Regions from separate parts of the Zea mays genome. Here region 1 is linked to region 2. A link is a contact called in public Hi-C data. All regions are on one chromosome and are shown on one strand. The core of a region is the stretch at or near the end of the contact, and the rest is flanking DNA. Distances in the headings are between cores, read along the strand shown.

Evidence for each region. Hi-C and Micro-C count contacts between places; a contact is called where the count stands out from the background.
Region 1: a Hi-C map of leaf shows a contact between it and region 2, with 9 times the contacts expected there. The contact joins the promoter of LOC103646447 here to the promoter of gpm300 in region 2. A contact is called at or near these places in 3 of 25 Hi-C or Micro-C datasets (bundle sheath, ear and leaf).

What each region holds. Positions count from the first base shown.
Region 1 is chr2:53,171,550-53,178,943 of Zm-B73-REFERENCE-NAM-5.0, forward strand. It overlaps LOC103646447 (subtilisin-like protease SBT1.7), which reads right to left and starts at 5,389. Exons shown (of 1, transcript XM_008671183.4): 1 at 1,616-5,389. The coding sequence starts at 4,138. The coding sequence ends at 1,823. LOC103646448 (thioredoxin M3, chloroplastic) reads left to right here. Exons shown (of 2, transcript XM_008671184.4): 2 at 1-1,679.
Region 2 is chr2:52,740,502-52,747,846 of Zm-B73-REFERENCE-NAM-5.0, forward strand. gpm300 reads right to left here and starts at 3,295. Exons shown (of 9, transcript NM_001155635.2): 1 at 2,925-3,295; 2 at 2,742-2,816; 3 at 2,556-2,657; 4 at 2,388-2,441; 5 at 2,190-2,282; 6 at 1,838-1,930. The coding sequence starts at 3,044.

The sequences.
Region 1 (7,394 bases), core at 4,139-6,638, 430 kb after region 2:
TTTTAGAGTTTACACTATATGATTACCACATTTTTGGCTAATTTTCCCGATTTTTTAAATGAACGAGCAGGGGATCTGCCTATTGTATTACTTAAGAAGACACACACGGGCAAAGCCAATTTTCCTGATCGCCTCCATATTTCTGAACACTGTTTTTTTAATGTTGGTTTGGATGCCCATGTAAATATTTTAATTGGATGTAGATTAAGTGATTTTCTGTAAGATCATGTTTAGCCTTTCCTAATTTTTTGTCTTCTCAAGAATGATCAGGAAAGGTACTCTGTATCAGGATTGGGCACGGGTGGAGCTGGTGTGGTATGTCATAGTCATTGCTCCTACTAAAAATATTAGGTGCACAATTTAAGGTTGAACTGTTAACGTAACACAGCTATCATCAATACATGGCAGGGTTGTGCCTACTCTAGTTCGAATGCTATTGATCTTGTTAGTGCCATTATTGACCAAATATGATGTTGTCATGGCAGACTTGATGGTTGCTGCACATACTTTCATGCATGACATGCACCAGGTAAGTTTGTAATGGTTATGGTAGAATGAATGTGTACTGGATGATCAGCTTGGTGTCACCAATCTCCATGCATCTTGTTCAGCACTCAATTCCCTCAGCAGAAGCCCATGAGGTCACAACTCATGGTATCCATTTCAGCCCCAAGTCGGCATGGTGAAATACTGAAATGGAATTGGTCTTTGGTGCACGTGTTGCAGCTGTGTAATTTCTTGTTATGTCCACCATTTAAGAGCCTGATATACAGCCTTAGCATAAGAAAATTGCTTGGTTCTTGAGTACATGGACACCATCTGCCACAGTGACTAGTCGAGCACTTCATGGCTGCTGTTGCTTGGACTTCATCTGGCCTCTTATGCCATGATAAGAAAATCATTGGGTCACTTTCCGCAATTGACATGAAGGTAGTGTTGGTCATAAATATCAACTGGTATACCATCTAGTCTGGGACATATATGAACATGTACATTGGGAGCCTAAGAGGTCTCGAAAAACATTTGAAATCAAGTGGGTACCAGGAAAGTAACCATGCAAGTAAGTTTTGTAACTGCTGATGCAAAATAGCATGTGCTGAGACTAACATAGTGCATGACTGTACAGTTTATGGTGGTAATGGCTGATGTTGAATCCAGTAACAGCTGAAACAATGTGCCATGATGAACCACGAAAACATGTGATTGATGACCGTGGTATATCGTATTCCATGGGTCCGTGCACAGTGCACTGTCAATGTCATCATCAGTCAGGTGTACTGGTATCAGTGTTTAAGGCTTCAGAAAACTTCATGAGCCTTTGGGTACCTGGTGAGGCATTACCTGTTGGTATCATACTATCATCTCAGACTTGATGCTGTCAGCAGAACAATACCCAATCTATGCTTGACGGTCTTTAGTGTTAGTATGATCAACAACATGGTGAAGAACCTAACTGTGGGTGACAAACGAATTTGATGTGATATGGATAATCATTTGCACGTGTTGTTCAGCTGACAATGACTTCGTACCTTCGGTATAAGTTTAGAATGAGTAGGATTTTGCATTTTTTTTGATTTATCAGGTATAAAATACACTTGATTTATCAGTGTAAAAATAATACTTGAGAAACCTATAATTTGATTTATCAGGTATAAAATACACTTGTCAACTGCAGTATCTGTCGATGCTCTCCCCACCTTTTGTTCAGTCTATCTATATTTCTTAATGTTCCTGATCAGGATGAATCGTAAATATAATAATTATCTTTTCTACCTTATAGTCTTATTTTTTTGTTCGTGCATTGCTAACATGTCTTCCCCGGTCATTGGGCAAATGCAGAGACTATCGGGCTCCTGACAACATGCTTGCCTCCAACTTCGTTCCAGCTCAGGAACCCATAGTTCCCAGCGTAGTTGTAGTCATTTGAGTTCCTTTTCACCTTGCTGACCTGCACCGTGACTGTGAACGGCTGCTTGCTGCCCTTGCCGCCGAAGGACAGCGCCGTCGGCGAAACCGTCACCTTCATCCCTGCCGGCGCCGTCACGGACACACTGTACTTAGCCGGTGCGGCCGCGACGTTTGTGAGTACCCTCTTGAACGTGTGCGTGGCCGAGTTGGTCCTGTTGAGGATGATCGTGAAGGACGGGTAGTTCAGGTCCAGGTTTGCTCCGGCGCAGCTGGGGTTCGGCCGCCCGGTGATGGTGGATATCTGGCTGCCGCTGTAGCGTAGGGCGCACAGCAAGTCGACGTAGTCGTCGGCCGCCGCGTCGTACACGAGGCCAGGGTCCACGGCCTCGTTGGGGCTGACGTGGCCGCTGCCGAAGTCCAGCGGCGTTCCCGGTGACCCGCTCGGCATGCTGACGATGACGTTGCTGGCGCTGTCCTTCACGTACGCCGTCGTCATCATGGCGGACCTGATGGCCGCCGGGCTCCAGTCAGGGTGCACCGACCGCAGGAGGGCGGCCACGCCGGCGGCGTGCGGCGACGACATGGACGTCCCGGACACGAGCGCGTACTTGGTGTAGAGCTTCTGCCTTCCGAGCTCCATGATCTCCTTGTTGGGCACCCACGCCGCGAGGATGTCCACCCCCGGCGCGACGATGTCCGGCTTCAGGATCGTCGGGCTGATCAGGCCCGGCCCGCGGGCGGAGAAGTAGGACACGGTCGGCGCCGGCTTGACGCCGAGCGCCGTGCCGCCGAACCGGATGCTCGCCCTGGGCGCCCCTCCTCCGGCTCTGGCTGACCCTGCCGCCGTCGTCGCGTACTTGGCGATGGCCGCGCCGTCCGGCTGGGTGACCAGCACCAGCGGCATGGTGTACTCCGTCGGCTGGAGGAACTCCTTCATGTCGCTCGCGATGATGGCGCCGAGGCCGCCGTTGCTCTGCACCTCGTCCATCTGCTGCTCGATCTCGGTGCTCGGGCCGCCGGTGCACAGCACGTACTTCCCCCTCACGTCCTTGCTTCTCAGGCTGGAGTACTCGCACCTCTGCTTGCTCCTGTTGCCATGGCCGTAGTAGAGGCTCGCGCTGACGGTCGGCGTGCTCAGCGGGTACACCGACTTGCCCTGGACGGCCGCGCCGCTGCCGAGCGTGACGGTCGCGGTGAAGTCCCTGTCGATGCTCGCGGCGCCGACGGTCGTGATCCAGGGCGCGCCGTTCATGATGGTGTACCCGTCGGAGCCGTCGTTCCCGGCCGAGCACGCGACGAAGATGCCCTTCCGCATGGCGGCGAAGGCCCCAATGGCTATCACATTGGTGTCGTAGGACGTCTCGGGGAACCCCAGAGACAACGACATCACGTGGACGCCGTCGGCGATGGCCTGGTCCATGGCGGCCAGCACGTCGGTGGACGCGGACTCCAGCGTGTCTCCCGAGAACACGGCCTTGTACATGGCCACCCTGGCCTTCGGGGCGATGCCGGTGGCCGTGCCGTTGGCGTAGCCGAAGTAGCTCGCGCCGCCGACGGCGGCGCCGGCCGCCGTGGACGACGTGTGCGAGCCGTGGCCGTAGTAGTCCCGCGGCGAGTCGTAGTCGTCGGGCGAGACCGTGATGCCGCGCTGCTTGAGGCCCTTGCTGAAAGAGCGCGCCCCGATGAGCTTCCGGTTGCACGCGGAGGCCCTGAACGCCTGGCCGGCCTCGCACGCGCCCTTCCACCCCGCCGGGACGGGGCCCATGCCGGCGTCGCTGAAGCTCTCGCTCTCGGGCCAGACGCCCGTGTCGACGATCCCGATGATGACGCCGTCGCCGTACTTGGACGCCGGCCAGACGCCCGAGCCGCCACTCACCAGCCCGAGGAACGCCGGCGTGTGCGTGGTGTGCAGCCGGCCGTACGTCTCCGGGAACGCGGCCACGTGCCCGTCCACGCCCTTGAGCTCCTCCAGCTGCCGCGAGTTGAGCACCGCGCTAAACCCGTGCATGACGTGCGTGTACGTGTACAGGTGAACCGGCGGCGCCGCGCCGGACGGCAGCGACGACAGCACCGAGCGGTACCACCCCTCGTGCTCCACGAACGGCGCCGGCATCTTCTCCGCGTCCATGCGGACGATGTACGGTCGACGCTCACCGTCCGCCGCCGCAGCCGCAGCGGCGCACGCCAGCAGCAAGAGGCTGATGGCCCCGAACGGCGCGGCGGGAAACATGATCGCGGGCGTCAGAGGCAGCCCCAACTGGTACGCTGAGCTGAATCGACGCCGGATGAAGTGAGCTGCGCGCTGAGCTGAATCGACGCTTGGGCTCAGAGCTGCCGCTTCTTATGCATCATCATCAGCGGAGTGGAGAGTTGAGTGAGTGGATGCTACAAGTGGAGAGCACTCGCCGTCGCGTCTCGCCGGTGCAGTGGATAGTACAAACACACACACATTATATAATGGATCCCATGGCGGCCATGGGTGGCCAGGGCCGTACCTGTGGCCGTGGGGTGCAGAGGGTGCGGCCGCACGGGCCCAAAAAAATACAGGCCCCCAGCTATTGTATGGTAGCATTTTTTCTATTGAACACATCTATTATAGGCACAAATACGTAAAGAAGTGATGCGCTATCGAGTTATCGACTAGTCTCGCTTATATTTTTAAACTGTCTCAATTACTTATCGAATACTTCATCCGTTTCAAAATAGTATTTGTTTTAGTTCTTGATTTTTATGTTTATATTGATGATGATGAATCCACTAAAGAAGCAAAACAAATTCTATTTTGATATAGGGAGAGTATTATAAACTATACATATGATGGTTGCTTCGGCAGAGAGAAGCTTTTAAAAATTGAAATGTTTTTTAACTATTTTTGGTCAACAATAACTCAAAAGATGTTAAATGGCTTGACGATTTTATATATCGGAAAAAAGTTGTTGGATCAGATTGATCTCAATGATATAAAAGATGACTTTGTATCACAAAATGTTAGAAGATATTTTTAATAATATCAGATAACAAGTGTTTTTTGCTATATTTTACATTTGTTATCTTATAAACTTCAAAATAGTGCATAATAATTTTTATATGTCAAATATTTGATAATATATATATATATATATAATTATATATATTTGTGTGTGGGTAGGACCTCAATATCGGATTTCGTATTGGGTCCCTGAAAAGTCAGGAACGGCCCCATGGGTGGCCTGCATGTCTGTTGACGTTGCAATCATTGTACAGTGCCATTAGCCTTTCACGAAAGCAATGTACTGTGCATATGTAAACTATATATATGTAATCGGCGTCTGGTGCGCGTCCATGTCGCCAGACTTGCTTTCCGCCCACGGCAGCGCCGCTCTTATTCTCCTGCCTTTACAGTGCTTGCTAACACACACACACACACACACCTTGTTTACTCGCCAGTCAGTTCGTTACGCAATTGCAGACTAGTGCTTTCCACTTTCAAGCCAAGCTGCTGTCCTGTCCTGCTGAGCCAACTGCCGTTATCGACTTATCGCCACCTCAAAGAGATGCAGGAAAGAAAGAAGCGGGGGCGCCATTTGGGTATGGACGTGCTATCTGTTTCCTGTTGATACGATCGCGTGGAACCGCTGCGCAACAGGCAGGAACAGCAGAGCATGGAAAACAACAGCGCAGTCATGCAGTGCTGTGCTGCCTACTGTGGCCTGTGGGTGCTGCGTGCACTCACTCAGGCTGCAGGCTGGCATCATGGCATGCATTCAGGGATTGGAGGGATGGTGTTCGGTACGTGCTGCGGTCATAGCTGCCTTCCCTTCCTTTCATGATGTGCTCCTTTTCTCCGGCCTTGTGCTCCACCACCGCCGGCCGCCTTCTCGCCGCCGGACTGGACTGGATGATAGATAATTAGATATATAGGCGGGCAGCGAGCACTGAGAGCGACCGGTGACTGAGTGAGTGAGACCTCTGGGGCCTGGAACAGTGCAGCGTGACGACCGCGTCGTCCTTGCTTCAGTTCTGAGCTCTCTCTCTCTCGCCGGCTCGCGTGGTGACGGGCTCCGATTCCGGGTTGCATTCTCCATTCAATTTACTCTTCTCGCGTAACGAACTCTGCAACCACTGACGACGACGCGGCCCGGAATTTAGAGGCAGTTTTTTTTTTGAGGCCGTCGATCTTTCTTTCCTTTCTTTTCCTTGCTCTGGGTTTCTGAACAATTAGTTACTACTACATGTCTGTCTGAACTGAAACTTTGGTGAGTAGGGCAAAGATTCCAGGCGGAACAGCGCAGCGCGGTCGCACGCACATTCATCGATCCCGAGTTTCTAGCGTAACAGATTCTAATTCCTGACGACGATGGCATGGCAACACATCAACCAACAGCCCGGCACTGTACAGATCATCAGGGATCGATCGGTTGCTTGCTGCCTGTGAGCTCCAAATCAAATCAGTATGTGTATGTGTGTGTGCCTATATATATATATATATATATATATATATATATATATATATATATATATATATATATATATATATATATATATATATATATATATATATATATATATATATAAACCTGCCATCGCACTGTTCCACAGTTCGGTTACTCCAAACTTCGCTTCCTGTGAACTCACTGCGTATACGGCACAGTGCACTCGTAATTGCGAGATAGCTCCATACATGCAGCTGGACACAAGTACAGGAGATTGGTATCACTGTTTAGGCTGACTCCGTCGGGACTCGGAACTTGTACACGCCGGTACAAAACACTCTTTTGCATAATAGAGTTTATTGTTTATAGAGTGAAGTTTAAAATAGAAGGCGGGAGAGTGAAGATGACCTATATGGATGGTGTTCGGTTCTCGACTCGCGATGTGAACAAATGATTCACGGAGCTATTTGATACGGCACCATAGTAGCATTGGTTGTAAAGGGTGGCAACTGTCCTGGCAAAGCCTCTCTCTCTCTCTTTTTTTTTTCCAGTGGCGATTACTGATCATTGGTGTGTGATTATGAAGCGAGGAGGCCGGCACGGCAGCATGATGCAAAGGTGAAGGGTGGCGATGATGCTCTGCTTAGGTCGATTACTAACTCTTAGCGCGGTTGGTGTGTGTCAAGCGTGCGGCTTTTGCTTGCTGTGGACACAAGGCCACCACCAACGATTAAAAAAATGAAAAAAAGGGTCAGGGTTGGCCGCTCTTGTTTCTATAGACCTTATCTAAAGATTAAGCAAATACTCCCTCGGTTTCGTTTTAGTTGTCGCTGGATAGTGCAAAATTGAACTATCCAGCGACAACTAAAAAAACGGAGGTAGTATATTAATAACAAACTGTGCGCTTCATGCGTATGCGCTCTAAAGCAAAGTTTGATGCTTACTTCCAACTCTCAGGTTATATGGTCCAGGACAACTTTTACAAACCAAGACCAAAAAAAAAAAAATCAAAGATTGGGAAGCATGTGTCGTGGTTATGCCTCAATGGCTCCATGTAGTTGTCTTGGTTTTGAT
Region 2 (7,345 bases), core at 2,045-4,544:
ACCGGGCTTCACCGGGCCCGGTCCGGGCCGGGCGGCCTGTTTGGCCATCTCAACGTCACTGTGGTCTCTTTGCACAGTCTTGAAGGGACGATGTTCTCCAAATCAACAAAACAAAAACACAATGAGCTATAGTCACCCAAAACACTTATACTACACTGTTTGCAAAGTTGAGTTTGAATATGAGGATGGGAATGGGTAAGCTGCTGGAGATAGTCCAAAGGCATCATACCGTTTCTGAATTCTGACAAGCAAATGCAACCAATTTTGCAGTGCTGGAAAGGAGAAACGGAAGCAGAAGAGTAGACTGGTATAGGTTTGTTGGGGGAGCGATACAACGAAATGCAGGCACTGTTTCCCGGTAGCTGACAGCGATAAAAAAGAAAAAGGAAAAGGGGGAGTAGAAAACAGCTTCAAAGGACCACAAGAGGCCAACCAGAGCGGTTCATTTCAGTCTAACATGACTGCTTGAAAGGACTGCGCCTGAGGGCCGAGGGCCTCTTGTGATAGACATCGGTCAGTTAAAACCATGATGGTAAAATGTTTACGAAAAAAAAGGACATCAGCTCATCAAGTATGGATTGAACCTCTAAAAAAAAAGAGAACTTGTTGTGCGCTATCCCAACCAGCTTGTCACAGGGAAAGTATGGATTCACGTAATGTTTTCTTGTCTGTTCCTTTCAAATTTCTTATGAAGATATTTTGAATGTTGCATGCTCCTATTTACAAAGTGACACTTCCTCCTCGCCAGCCATTCGCTGGTCTTCAACCTCACTAAAATCATGCAGCACTCACGAACAATATCTGTATCTACAGAGTATCAAGCGTGAGGGCTTTGGGATGTGTGTGGCGTGCAGGGAAAAGCAGGTGCATCACCATCAAGCGTGATGTGTGATCGCCGGAGAAACAAGAGGATGTGAATGTCCAAATCGCTTCACATGGGAAGGAACATGCATATCCTTCCATGATCTCTTTATGCATTTTTTTTTGTTTCCAGAATGATTTCTCTCTTGTTTTTCAACTCAACCCACTCGGGGTGACTGGGGTACTACAGTAACACTAGTCTAGTACTAATTCCGCCTGTTGTAACAGGTCAAATTTAGATGGGAATCTAAAGCATCTAACTGCATCCTCTACAGGAGCAGCAGCAACAGGAGCTAGTAGTGACACACACTATGTGAGAGTCAGCCATGGTCTCCCGGCCCCGTCCATCGCACGGTCTGTTCCTGTTCGTCCCGAGCCCCGGCAGCGCGGCAGGCGGCAGGCGGCAGGCCACAGCACAGAGCAGCACTGCATGCAGCCTGCTGCCAGCGTACCTGAAGCCGAATCATGCGGCGTGCGCACTGCGACTGCGACGGCGTGTGAAGCCGAATCACGATGCTCGCCGGGCCCACTGCTCGGTGCCCACGGCCACGGGCGGGCAAATCTCAGTCTCGGACAAATCCCAAATCCCACCGTCCGCCAGACCCGCTGCGCCCAGGGGGACCCACTGGTCTATGGACCTGCTACACACGGGTCTGAGCCCGGTGTATGGACACTGATAGCAGTACTAGAGTATCTATTTTTTTTTGCTATGGGCCCCAATGCTGAATGCTGACACTAGTGTGGTCGCATATGGACCTGGTGTATACCTGCCTACAGTCCGGGGGATGGCATTGAGACCCGCGTCTACGTGGACTCCAAGGGGGCGGCACGTGCTCGTACGCAGGCTCACGACAAGCGAGACAGGATCGTCACTGGGACAGAGGAGGGCCCACTTTGCCGCGTCTCAGGGGAGGGAGAGAGAGAGAGGAGAGAATCTGACGAGGGGGGAGTTTGCTAGCGAGAGCGCGAGACTGACCTTGCCGTCGTATTCCCGGCGGGAGAGCACCTCGGGGGCGATGTACGCCGGCGTGCCGACCGTCGACTTGGGCTTCGAGTGCAGCAGCGACGACTGCAACCAAAAGGACCACGGTGGAGAAGAAAGTAGGCGTCAGTTACTTATGAGTGCGACGTCCACCGATACTTTCTTCAAGCAGGTTCAGTGTGTCACGCAACGCAAGAGAAAATGAACAGGTTCCATAGGCAGGCAGAGGAGCATTCTCGGGTGAGCAGCAGAGCAGAGCAAGCAAAGCTGGAAAGGGGGCCGCCGCCTTCTGACGGAAAGTCCGTCTGCTTTTAGAAGAAGAAAAAACCGAGGAGGACGAACAGACCTTGGAGTAACCGAAGTCGCAGATCTTGAGGCGAGGCGCCGGGCTGCCGTCCAGCAGCGTGTTCTCCAGCTTCAAGTCTCGGTGGCAGATTTGCTGCAAATCCACAAGAAAAAAAAATAATCTCGCGTTTTGGACACGTCGCTGTTTGCTGAAAGAAAGAAAAAAGTCGTTCTTTTTTTTTCGTTATCTTTTATTTACCATGGAGTGGCAGTAGCTGACGCCACAAATCAGCTGCTGGAAGAAGTACCTCGCCTGCAATGCAAGGACAGCACAGTCGCAGTCAGCCAGCATTCACACGAATTACTACCAGCACAAAGGAATCCCATCCCCCGGCATGCGTGATTCGGGCAAGCAACCGGTCCTCACCTCGTCCTCGCTGAACCTCCCGGCGTTGCAGATCCGGTCGAACAGCTCGCCGCCGGCGGCGTACTCCATCACGATCGCCAGGTGCGTCGGCGTCAGCACCACCTGCAGGAGGAAACGAGCTTTAGCACAAGCCCTTCACCGGGCAACACACACACACAAACACAAAACATCGCGTTTTTCGCCGACCTCCTTGAACCGGATGATGTTGGGGTGGCGCAGCGAGCGGTGGTTGATGATCTCCCTCGCCACATTCTCGTCGATCTGCAAGCGCAAACGAGCGATTCACATGTCAGCAAACGCCCTGGATCTCACGCGAACCCGTCTCGGGAGCTCGTCGGTACTCGGTTCCACCAGTCCAGAGCGCCGGACCTTTTGGCCCCGGGGGATGTACTTCATGGCGACCAGCTCCTTGGTCTCCTTGTTCCGCATGAGCCGCGCCACGCCGAAGTTGCCGGCGCCGATGTCCTTCAGCAGCTCGTACTTCTCCATGGCTCCGAGGTCGCGTGCGGGGCGGGGAGGGCCGCGGCAGCTGTCTGCTCGATCGGGCCGGGCGGCCGTTGGGGTTGGGGCGGCTTTGGAAGCTTCGCTGGGGTGGGGACTGGAAAGGGGAGGAGGAGGAGGGGGAGGGAAAGCGCGGAAGGGGAGGATTCGAAGCTTGAGGAGGAGGCCTCTTGCTCGCTCGTCCGGTTCTTCGCTGGGACGAGTCCGGCACCTATGTATGGGTGCGGTGCTGAGGAGTCCGTTTTTATTCGATGATTAGTTTATTTAGCTTTCGATCGCCATGGTGTGGCGTTCTTGAATTGCGGTGATTAGTTTATTTAACTGTTTCCTGAAAAAAAATCAGGGTTGCGGTTTGAACCCTTGATTTCTTTCTCATTGCGTGCTCTGCTAAAGTTTTTTTGCTGGTTATTTATGAACTTTATTTTTTAAAAAAACAGGCACGCCCACCGTTCACCACTGAGAAACAAGGTACCCATAACAACGTCTCCAAGACAACAGAGTGGTATTTTTGAGAAAGAAACGTAGCCGCAAATGCAGGCGACTATATTAGCACCTTGTTTGTTTAAGCTAAGCTAGAATCTAGACCAAAACGTTCCATGTCAGAATGTTTTTAAACTAATCAAGATACGTTCATATCACTGGTGATTACTGATTACTGAACTGGGCAGAATTCAGTTTCCAGTCTCTTCCTTTGTCGTGGAGTAACCATACCAACGGTAAAGGGCATGTTCAGTAACAATATTTTAAAACATGTTTTTAATACTATACTTTGTAATTGTCATAATAGTAATATAATTTTAGCCATCTTCAAAAATATTACCTATTGTTTAGATATAACGTTATAGCTATGGTATAGCCATGGTATTCGACAAAAGTTAGTCATGTTTTGAAATTTTTGGGTTTAAGTGGATTTTTCAATCTATTAAAACAACATGGTATCTAGAATACCACAGTATTGTTTAAAAGTATTGTTTAGATATAACGTTATAACCATGATATTTGACAAAAGCTAGTCATGTCTTGAATTTTTTAGGTTTGAGTGGATTTTTCAATCTATTAAAACAACATGGTATCTAGAATACCACAGGATGGCACACAGGTCCAGTTCTGGGATGACATATGGTTGGGATCTACGCCCTTGAGAGCCTAATATTATTGTCTTTATAATATCGCCAGAGCTAAAAAGGCCACTATTGCCGATGTACTCAGTTCCTCCCCACCAAATATTTCTTGACGAAGGGCTTTAGTAGGGAACAAGTTAGTAGCTTGGAATAGATTACTTCCTCGCGTTGCTAACCTCACCATAAGGTCAGAACCTGAACATTTCACTCGAAACTAACACATAACGGTATTTTCCGGTATTTTCTCGGTGAAATCATTCTACCATGCCCTGATTCGGGTGGGCTCCCCAAATCTGAACAAAAGTATTTGGAAGATTAGAGCACCTCTCAATGTCAAAGTCTTTCTTTGGTACCTCCATAGAAGTGTGCTACTCACGAAAGATAATTTAGCTAGGCGCAATTGGATAGGTAATAGCACCTGCTGCTTCTGTCATCTTGAAGAAACCATATATCTCTTTTTCGAATGCAGATTCACGAGAGCAGTATGGTCCTTTTTCATTGTGTGTCTAACATGCCGCAACCTGCATCGGGCAGAATTCAGTTTCCACTATCAGGGCCGTCTTTGAGTTTTTTAGGCCCTGGTGCAAAACATAAAAGTAGACGCTATAACCTATAGTACATAGTGATAAAAAATAGTCTAAAATGGGCTCTTTATATTTGATCTATTATCATATTCTTATCCTCTCATATTATCTATTTTAAAGTCAAGAATTTGCCGATCATTTTACAAAATATCAAACAATATTTACCTTCTTAAATTAATTATATTAAAAAACTCAAAATTTTGAGGCCCAAAAAAGTTAGGGGCCCTGTGTCGTCGCCCGAGATGCACTGTGCAGTAGCCAGGCATGCACTCTCTTCCTTTGTCGTGGAGTAACCGTGCCAATGGTTGGGATCCTGTTCAGTAACTGTATTTTAGCATCATGGTTTTTTAAAATACTATACTTTGTAATTATCATGATAATACCATAATTTTAGCCATCTTCAAAAATATTATCTATTGTTTAGATACAACGTTATAATCATGGTATTCAGCAAAAGCTAGACATGTCTTAAAATTTTTGGATTTGAGTGAAGTTTCCTATCTATAAAAATATCATGGTATCTATAATACACGGTTTTGAAAATGCAGTCTTTAGAAATACAACCAAACACCTCATAGTATAATATACTACAATATTTCTATGAACCATGGTATTGCTTATAAAGTACTATCTCTGTCCTAAATTAAAATTCGTTTTGGGGTTTTAATGGATTCACACGATACTTAATTTAATTTATGTATTTTATATACGGGTCTATATTTATCATTGCTTATTTGAATATAGACGTAAAAATCAAGAGCTAAAATAAATACTAATTTAGGTGAGAGGAAGTATAAAAATAATTGTCTCCCAAATAGACCCAAATTGTTTTGGCGTAGTCGCCAATACCTTCTTTTTTTTAACCAATGGGCGCCCTATTTCATTGTTGAAGAAGTTGGACATGATAAGGTCATTCTCAATGTATAGTTTGGTGACAAGTTTCATATAATAATTAGAATGCCATATCAGATTTTTGTTGATATGGCATCATATTTATTATGAAATGAATAGAACTTGTTTCATCACTATGAAAACATGTCAACTCATTTACAAGACATTGGAAAACGCATGAAACCACTATTGAGAACAAATTGTTTAATCTCCATTCATTTCATACATTTCTATTGGCTATTTAGATGCTACACTTAATTGGCATTGTAGTCGAAACTTTATATTGAGAGAGTATGTTTTATTCTTTATTTCATCTCGGTCTTGATGATGTGGTAGTATTGGTAATAATGCAATCAAACTCTCATCGAGAGTAGCCTAATAATAACATCTAAGATAGAAAAGAGATCATATGAGGGCTATTTTCTCCGAACGAGGAAACTCAATTTTTAGCTCCTGTCATTTTGCCCCTACGGCAGGGATGGCATCCACCCTAGAGAAAGACATCTCGAACAATGGGGCCCGACTGAGGGTATGGGCCCCAGTATGAGTGTATGATTCCAAGAACATGGTAAGAATAAGGTAGGTAGTAGCAAGTGGAATTTTATGTTCGTGTAACCTCTCTCTTCTCATGCGCTATAAAAAACAAGAGATAGAACAGACGGAAACGAGAGATAGAACTAACAGATGGATGGAGATCCGATCGCTGGTAAGACTCACCTAAGCTAACCACGCCACACTCTTGCACGAGAGTTCACTTGGTCGGCAAGGCATGTATAAAGATAGATTAGAACTATTAGACTAAAACTCCCACCAAGACTAAAAGGGGAGAGAAACCAACACAAGCATGGCTCAAAAACAGGAGATCGAAGCATGATCCAGCACGAAATAATATGGACCGGACTAGCACGACTCTCAGACGAGCCTAGATCGGGTCTCAAATTCTGGCCCATCAGTCCCCCGACATGGCCCGCACACATGGATCGAGCTTGGACCGACACGACCTGATGAAGTCTATATTGTTTAATTTCTTTAATTTAGTAACCTATGGACTTATATGTTGTAATATTTATACTTTATGTGACCAAATGATGATCTCATTATTTAATACCTTTAATTTAGTAAGTCATGGACTTCATGTGGTTGTAATATTTAAACTTTATGTGGTTCAAATATATGAGCCAAGTTTAGGCCGACACGGCCAGACAAAGGCACGATGTAGCTTTAGGGTCGGCCTGAGCCACTGTCTTTACTCTTTGGTCTAGCACGACACGACCCGAAAGTTTTTTGAGTCTTCTTGGTTCGAGACCTGTCGGCGTTTCGACACCGGGGGGTCCCTGGACCGACGAGTAAATTGTCGCCGCGTGCCCCAGCCCAGATGGGTCGGCGCGAGACTGCGAAGGGGGGAAACCAGAGGGAGACAGGCGTAAAGGGGAAACCCGCGGCCTTCGTGTTTGTCCCGCGCCCAGGTCGGGTGCGCTTGCAGTAGGGGGTTACAAGCGTCCGCGTGGGAGAGAGCGAGAGGCTTATGCGCGCCGTCCCGTTCCCCCGCGCGGCCATCCTTCTCGTACGAGTGCCCTGGACCTTCCTTTTATAGGCGTAAGGAGAGGACCTAGGTGTACAATAGGAGATGTAGCAGGGTGCTAACGTGTCTAGCAGAGAGGAGCTAGTGCCCTAAGTACATGCCGTCGTGGCA